Regions from separate parts of the Astyanax mexicanus genome. Here region 2 is linked to region 1. A link is a contact called in public Hi-C data. All regions are on one chromosome and are shown on one strand. The core of a region is the stretch at or near the end of the contact, and the rest is flanking DNA. Distances in the headings are between cores, read along the strand shown. Region 1 holds the start of alpk1 (alpha-kinase 1). Region 2 holds the start of LOC103022296 (caspase activity and apoptosis inhibitor 1).

Evidence for each region. A called contact is a pair of places that touch in the nucleus more often than the background predicts.
Region 2: a contact with region 1 is called in a Hi-C map of muscle, with 12 times the contacts expected there. The contact joins the promoter of LOC103022296 here to the promoter of alpk1 in region 1. A contact is called at or near these places in 2 of 3 Hi-C or Micro-C datasets (both in muscle).

The regions. Positions count from the first base shown.
Region 1 is chr25:160,663-164,621 of AstMex3_surface, reverse strand. It overlaps alpk1 (alpha-kinase 1), which reads left to right and starts at 2,546. Exons shown (of 14, transcript XM_022668600.2): 1 at 2,546-2,827; 2 at 3,858-3,959. The coding sequence starts at 3,898. All of the region lies in intron 1 of apbb2b (amyloid beta (A4) precursor protein-binding, family B, member 2b), which reads left to right. trnar-ucu (transfer RNA arginine (anticodon UCU)) reads right to left here and starts at 1,381; the gene lies at 1,291-1,381.
Region 2 is chr25:460,561-464,860 of AstMex3_surface, reverse strand. It overlaps LOC103022296 (caspase activity and apoptosis inhibitor 1), which reads left to right and starts at 2,103. Exons shown (of 6, transcript XM_007235526.4): 1 at 2,103-2,418; 2 at 3,266-3,463. The coding sequence starts at 2,320. LOC125787702 (zinc finger protein 501-like) reads left to right here. Exons shown (of 3, transcript XM_049472317.1): 3 at 1,740-1,806. The coding sequence ends at 1,791. LOC103022913 (zinc finger protein 239) reads right to left here and starts at 796. Exons shown (of 3, transcript XM_022668609.2): 1 at 763-796.

The DNA of each region.
Region 1 (3,959 bases), core at 1,297-3,796:
TAATACTCACCCTGATTTATACTTTGATTAGTTAATATTTTATTTTAGATTAAAACAGAGTGATTTCAGTATCTCACTACTGTTCTCAGTTCAGTTATTATTATTATTATTATTATTATTCAGTCTATTTCATTTTCTTAACTCACAGCGTTCTTACACATTCATCCTGATCAGAAGAAGTTTTTAAATAAGAATAATAACAGTATTCATACAGTAAACAAGTAAACAACTAAAATCTGTTCTTTTACTTTTAACCTGACATTAAAACTTAGCTAAAAGTTTGTATTTTTTTCTTAGGAATAAGCAAAAATCTGCAATAATACACACAAGGTTTGTGTTAAAGATATAATGTGTATTATTGGCACTGCTGTGCTGCAGGAAGTGATGTAGCTGTTCCTAGGACACTTCCGTTTAGCGGTATTTTTACATTTCCACATATCTATTCATTTATTTATTTACCTATACAATTATTTATACGTGTATTTATTTATTCATTTATATGTGCATTTATTTATATATGTATTTATTTATTTCAACATTTATATATTTATTTATATATTTATTTATTTTAACATTTATATATTTATTTATTTATACTTATGTCATTTTTGGTCCTCCGTAGTAAACACGCCTGCTTTAGTTTTTCACACTGCTGACCTGCCTGCAGTTACAGCGTCCGCTCACAACTCCTCCCTCCTTCTGATCTATAAATCATGCAGAGTACGTGCTGGATAGAGTCTGACTCGCTCCAACCTCACCAAACACTATAGTGATGCTTCTCTACTACAGGAACAAATATTTTACACTGAGAAAGTGATTATATGCGCTCAGACTGCGGCGCGCTTTCACTGCCTCCGTTTCAACAAGATACTGATCACATCTGGGTAGATCACCTCTGATAAGCGTGTTAAATCAGAGGAAAAAACTTCCCTCTTAAATCCTTATCAAAAGGATCAGAAAAAGAGGTTTGATAAATTTTTACTAATTTCTGACCGTATATTTGCTCTGTTTTTTAGAGATTTGTGAAATATGCGCTCTCATGTTGACAGCTGTATTTTTAAAAATAGCGCCACCGGAAGCGTCGAAGGAACAGACATGCGCAGTAGCTTTGTTATTGCTTTCCTCATTGAAACGTATTATAAACCGGCTCATGCTGACTCCTGTGTGTGTTCAGGCTGAATGTTTTAGGCAGAAATAGAGTCCGTGTGATTTTAAATCAGTGAAAACTGATTTAACTATTTAATCGTGTGTTTTTTATAAAAGCTAAAATTATCAGAGGAATTAAAATTTCGACTCCGGTGGGACTCGAACCCACAACCTTTGAATCGCTGCACTAGAGAAGCCTAGAAGTCCAATGCGCTATCCATTGCGCCACGGAGCCACCTGTTGCGCCCCTAGCCCGCCGCGCTCTTATAGATCAGAACCGGGCCAGAACCTAAATCCTGTAATACTAAGAGAGTATCTGTTACTCAGAAGCTTTTAATACTGATATAAATATATAAACAAAACAATAACTACTAACACTGAGCTGCAGCAGGGGATAACACGCTAAAGCTAACAGGCTAAGCTAACCTCTCACAGCAGTATTATCCGCTGTTGTGGGTTTATATCCTGCAGCTGAGCATTAACAGCAGCCAGAACTCTTAATTAACACAGTTTAATCACTATACACATTACTAACTGTAGAATTATCGCTCCGTTTTCTGTATTTTAGCAAAAAACGATCGCAGCTAATTCCACTGCTCCATTCCACCTTAAAAAGCTGCTGCTGCTGCTGCAGTTACAGCGTTCCGCCTGCAGGTGGCGGAAAAACACCAATTTTCATTTTTAACGCCACGGAGGCAATAATTTTACAAAAAAAAATGATAGACATACAGATAATATTTTACAAAACCACAAAGAATTATAGACAGACAGACAGACAGATATTATTTTACAAAAACCAAAAAAAAAGATAGACAGACAGATAGAAAAACTAAAAGTAGTGAATCAGAACCCCCAACTTTTCAAAACCTTCAAAGCCTTTAAATTAGTTTAATTACAAAAAAGCTGATGAATTTTAGAGAGTGTTAAATAATGGTCGTTTTAAGTTTTTTTCATCGTTTACATTAATAAATAAAACATTTATTGAATGTTATTTACTGTATATCTATTATATATCTGTCTGAAGATATATATACCTGTTCCTCTGTAAATCAGAGAATCACCGCGGACCGCTAGAGGGCGCTCGAGTGGCAGAGCTGAATGAAGGGAGTGAGCGGAGATAAACACTAAAAACTATTAAAAAACTAATAAAATAAACTAATAATATCTAACTAAACTAATAATAATGATGTATTTCACTAAAAAAGTACTTTTTATACATTTTTATGCAGTAAAGTCGCTGCAGTTCTGCTGCTGTGAGCTGATTGGTTGGTCAGAGCGTTAGCGTTCTGCTGCTGTGAGCTGATTGGTTGGTCAGAGCGTTAGAGTGGACAGTCTCCTCTGTATACAGTCTGTGGTAATGCCGCACGTGCACTGTAGTTACTTTGTTTTCTCCCCCTTCCGGCGGAAATCCCAGCATATAAGGTGGAATGGCGAGTTACGTAAAGAGCTGAGCATCAACTTCAAACTCATACTTATCTGAAATAGAGTGCTACCTTAAATGCAAACACACACACACATACACACACACACACACACACACACACACACACACATGCACACGTGAGTATGGAGTTCCCAGAGTTTCACAACAGAGTGAAAATAACGCTACCTTTAAATCTCCTCCTCCAGCTCCTCCAGCAGATCTGCTGCCTTACAGGAGAGTCCAGCTCTTCAGTCTGAGGTAAAACACTGATTAATACTGATAAATAATCAATACCACCTGATTACAACAAGATAAAATACCGTTTCTGCTGCTTTCAGCCTCATAACTTTATTACACCTGTAAACACTTCTGAAACTAGGTTTTAAAACCTTCCGAATGTATTACATTACAGCTGAGGCACCAAAACAACACAGACTGACTCTTCTAACAGTAAATATATTATTAAATTATGTTTCAGACCTAAAATCTTCTAAATATACTGCTATTCAGGCAGTGAATAAATAACAGTTTGGTGTAAGAACTTTATGTGAGGGAGTTTCTAGAAGTTTAAATATGTCTAAAAATGTGTGCTTAGAAAATAATTATACTATTATTACATTTCGAATCTTAATTACCCACTATTACACTATTGCTACACTATTATCACACATCTATAACTATACATTATTACACTATTATTAGACTATTATAGCCTTCTGTTCATTTATTGGTGGTTTTCAGTCACGTGTGTTTACTCTACAGCGGCATCAAAGCGCCGCCATGTTAATAGTAGTAGAAACAAATTTACTCCTAATGATCAGGCAGTAAAACTGGAGAAACAGATGTAAAGTTAGGAAATAGCTGCCAGTGACTCTACTTTAAATTAATTATCATCGTATCGGTACCTGTATATTACATAAATTACCTTATTTACAACAGGAGGGTTGTCTGCCCTGCGATGGATTGGCAGCCTGTCCAGGGTGTATCCTGCCTTCTGCCCGATGCCAGCTGGGATAGGCTCCAGCACCCCCCCGCGACCCTTAATGGATGAAGCGGTTGATAATGACTTGACTTGACAACAGGAGGGTTTACACCTGTAAACACTTCTGAAACTAGGCTTCAGAGTTTATTCAGCTGAAGCACCAAAACAACACAGTACAACTGTTCTAACAGTAAAATATATTACATAATTTTATATTTTAAGACCAAGTTTCAGACCTAAAATCTGAACAGATTAACAGCCTGCATTAAATTACTACATTCACACCAGTAACCCTTTATTTTACAGAGGCTGAGCTGCTGAACCGGATCAGGATCAGGATTTGAATATGAACGCTCCGGATGTGAGCGCTCTGCTGGAGGAGTGTCTGCGTTTGGCAGAAACACAGAG
Region 2 (4,300 bases), core at 854-3,353, 300 kb before region 1:
GCGCGGGTCTCAGTGTGTGTGTGCGTGTATGTGTGTGTGAGCTGAGAGCTAGAGTTAGCCAGTTAGCATTAGCTGTTTGTTATTTTTCGGCGGGGTTGCGGCCAACAGCGACCTGTGTTCTAAGTTTGCAATAAAGCGACTTAACCTGCCTACTCGGTCCTTCTTTCAGCGTCCAGTCGGACGCTACAGTATAAACTAATTACCGTAAATAAATACTAAACCCGCAAATAACTGTTTCTAATTAACTTATCTGACTTTTAAAGCTCTAACAAAGGCTACACTGCTTAACAAGACCAGACTGATACTGTTTTCACCTCTTTAAATGCTTTAATGATCCTCTGTGAAGAAAAATAACACAAAATCGAATCGGATCCGCTGGTATTCCCTGCCGCTGTGCTGTGACTTCAGTTAAGCATTAGCTAAACGCTAGCATTTTTCTAATTACTTAACCGATCTCGTAATTCAGAGGATCCAGTGATATTTAGGAGGTAAAGGTACACAGAATAAAACGTACAGGGTTCTGAACATATTTATTTACCAGAGAATGTAATAGAGACCTGTTTTGAAAAGCCCATTAATTTTTTCCATTGACCTGAACAACGTGGCGAAGACTACATGACTGCAGTGGTCTATTTCACGGAGCTGCTGCTGCACCGGACATTAAAACACACTTAAAACCATAAATCCAGCTCAGATCCTCTTATTCTGTGGGTCGAAGTGAAACAGCGTGTTAAAGAAAGAGATAAAAAAACTTCTTCATACCTTCTGTAGTTCAGCTGATCCTGCTCTTCCTCCGACGCTGCAGCAAAACAAATCTACAGAGCCCCCAAACTCATCCTCATCCGGGTTATAGAGAGCCCCGCCCCCTCCCCCGATATATCACATTATACCTCATCACCGCTAGAGGGAGCCCGCGAGGGAGTCCTCAGTGCATGAAGCTGAATGGAGCTAAACAACTAAAACTCTCATTTAAAACACTGTAGAAATACATGTCTGGGGTTTTCTTTTTCATTTGCAAAGTAAAACAAAGTATTTTTTTTATTTAAGAAAAGAAAACGGACCCCGATATTTTAATTTTCTACAACAAATGTTTTTAGGTCAGTAGATTCATTAGCATTACTGCTACTGATGCTGCAGTTACACCCAGAGCTCGTTTTTAAAGAACTGAAACTGCTAATTGATAATTTAATAATTATCTATACTGTTCTGAAACAGTTCATGTTATTCTGTGTTGAGGAAATGATTATAATGTTCAGTATAAAAAGCATTGAACATTTATAAACTATTATTTTGATCAGTTGTTTTATATGAACATGGGTTACATGTGAAACGGCTGAGCAAAATAATAGTTAATAAATGTGTTATGCCTTTTATGCTAAGAATCGGACATACATTTTTACATTTCAGACTGAGAAACCATGGGCACGTATCAGTTTGACTCTTTTTATAGTAAAATATATATATCCTCCAAAACCCTTTAAAGACGAAATGTTTACACTATCATATCTAGTAGCAAGACTGTTAATTTTCATGAGCTCAACTTTATTCAAATAAAGAGAGAAAACGCATCACTGCTCAAAGTGTGAGAAGTGTTTTACTACACAAAATGAGCTCAAAATACACCAGCGCATTCACACTGGAGAAAACCCGTATCAGTGCTCAGAGTTTGAGAAGAGTTTTAATCGGCAGTGTAATCTCCAACGACACCAGCGCGTTCACACAGGAGAGTAACCATGTAGCTGCTCAGACTGTGGGAACAGTTTTACTATTGCAGGTTGTAATTGGAGATGACCACACCTCACACTCTTATTGTTAATTGTTTTATACCTTTATAAATACATATATTATTTTTACTGGTTGAATTTATTTATTTTTCTTTATTTTTAACAGGTAGAATATAAACCAGTGATTTTCATAACTTACATTTGAGATGCTTTTTAAAAACATTTTTTCAGTCAAATAAAAATATAAATTAAGTGTATATGTGTGTGTGCAAATGAAATGTATATATGTGTGTGTATATATAAATAAAGTGTATCTATGTGTGTGTGTATATATAAATAACGTGTATATAAATGTGTGTTTAATGGGATCAATGAAAGAAGCTCGCACTCACGGCGCTGCAGGACTTTTATTTTGACAGCTGCTCCTCCTCAGCGGCGGACAGTGTGATTGGATGAGGAGCTGTAAGTCGGGAGGTCCCGCCCCCCGCAGCCGGTGATTGGCTGGCGGAGTGTGAGCGGACGGAGCGGGCTGTGTTTTAATCAGTGTTTATATATATAATTATTATTATTAGTGATAAATATATATAATATCAGAATGCGGGAGAGGAGGTGGAGCAGGGAGAAGAGGAGGAGGAGGAGGAGGAGCAGTGCGGAGGGAGAGAGGAAGAGGAGGAGTCCGGAGTTGAGCACTGAGGTCAGAACACTAACACTAGCGTTAGCATTAGCACCAGCTCAGACAGTAAACATACATACACATACAATGCAAAGAAAACAAGTTCATATTCATAACGTTTAAAGAGTTCAGAAATCAATATTTGGTGGAATATCCCTGGTTTTAATCACAGTTTCCATGCATCTTGGCATCATGTTCTCCTCCATCAGTCTTACGCACTGCTTTTGGGTAACTTTATACATTTATTCCTGGTGCAATATACATATAAATAGCAAAATTAGAGAAACCGATTCAGAAACTGAAGTGGTTTCTTAATTTTTCCAAAGCTGTATATATATTTACACATCCAGTGGCTTCCAAAAGTTGTTTTTTTATGTTTTTATGACCTAATTCTGGTGAGTTCCTTGGTCTTCATGATGCTGTTTGTTCACTAGTGTTGTCTAACAGAACAGCCATCAGTATTTATACTAAAACTAAATTACACACAGCTGGATTAACTCTATTAATTCATTAAGATAAGAATTCAGAAGAGAATTGATTGCCTTGGTTTTTATTTAGAGAGTGTCAGAGTAAAGTTTTGTAAACCACATATTATTTTCATTCCACTTCACTATTTTCTGCTACTTTGTGTTGATCTATCACTTAAAATCTCAATAAAATACGTTTAAGTTCGTGGCTGCAAGGTGCTTTACAGGGTCTATTTGCAGTTTATATACAGCAGTATATATTCTGTAAGTTTGTTTTTAGATGTTTCAATGTTGCATTATTTATTTTCTTATCTTACATTATTGTTAATGATGTTTACTAAATGAATAAAAGTTTATTATTGTTGTTATTATAGTAGAGCCTGTGTGTGTTTGTGTTGAAGGAGCGTAAAGAGGAGGAGGCGGATGGTCCGATGGAAGCAGCTGAGGAGCCGAGTGATGTGGAGGAAGGTGGGCTGGACCTGAATGTTCCTTTAAAACCCATAAGCGCCTTCGTCTCGGAGCGGCAGGAGATGCTGGAGCAGTGCTTCAGAGTCCTGGGAGAAAATAAGCTGAGGAAGATGCTGCCGGACGAGTTAAAGGTGTTTAAAATCTATAATAATCAATTCAGCATCAGAGACTGTAACTGCAGCTAGATTATTCACAATAACTAATATAAATATATAAACAGCACTCTGTAACCTTTCTTTCTGAAATACACAAATACTGTTAAAACTCGTTTTTAACCATTTCTTTGTCATCTGTAGTTTTTAGTATGGGGAAAACAGATTAAAATCGAAAGTCTGATGTTTAAAAAATAAATCAAAGATTTTTTTTGGGAGCTATGTCGCCCAGCTCTATATAGATCATACCTGCACCTTTACTTCTACTGTAACCTTACCTGCAACATTATTTGTACATTTACCTCTACCTTTACCTGCACCATGATCTCTAAAGTTACCTGCACAGTTACCTGTACCGTTACCTCTACCAATACCTGCACCTTTATCTGTACCAGTACCTGCACCGTTAATTTCACAATTACCTGTACCATTACCTGTACCGTTACCTCTACCATTACCTGTAACCATACCTGTGACCTTACCTCTAACCTCTACCGTTACCCCACACACTCCTCTACCCATAGCAATATAGTTCCATATTCTTCTCATCCGATCACTTTTCCATCTTTATTTATGACATAATTAATTTAATACTTACTTTGAGTTAATTTTCAAATACACGTCTGGATTTAATCTACTGCATTTTTGTTGGAGATAAATATGCACATGTTGCTTTTTATGTAAAGATAATAATAATAATAGTAATAATAATAATAATAATAACAATAACAATAATAATAATTATTATTATTATTATTGTTGTTGTTGTTGTTGTTATTATTATCTATTTATTTATTTTTTATTATGCTACTCCGG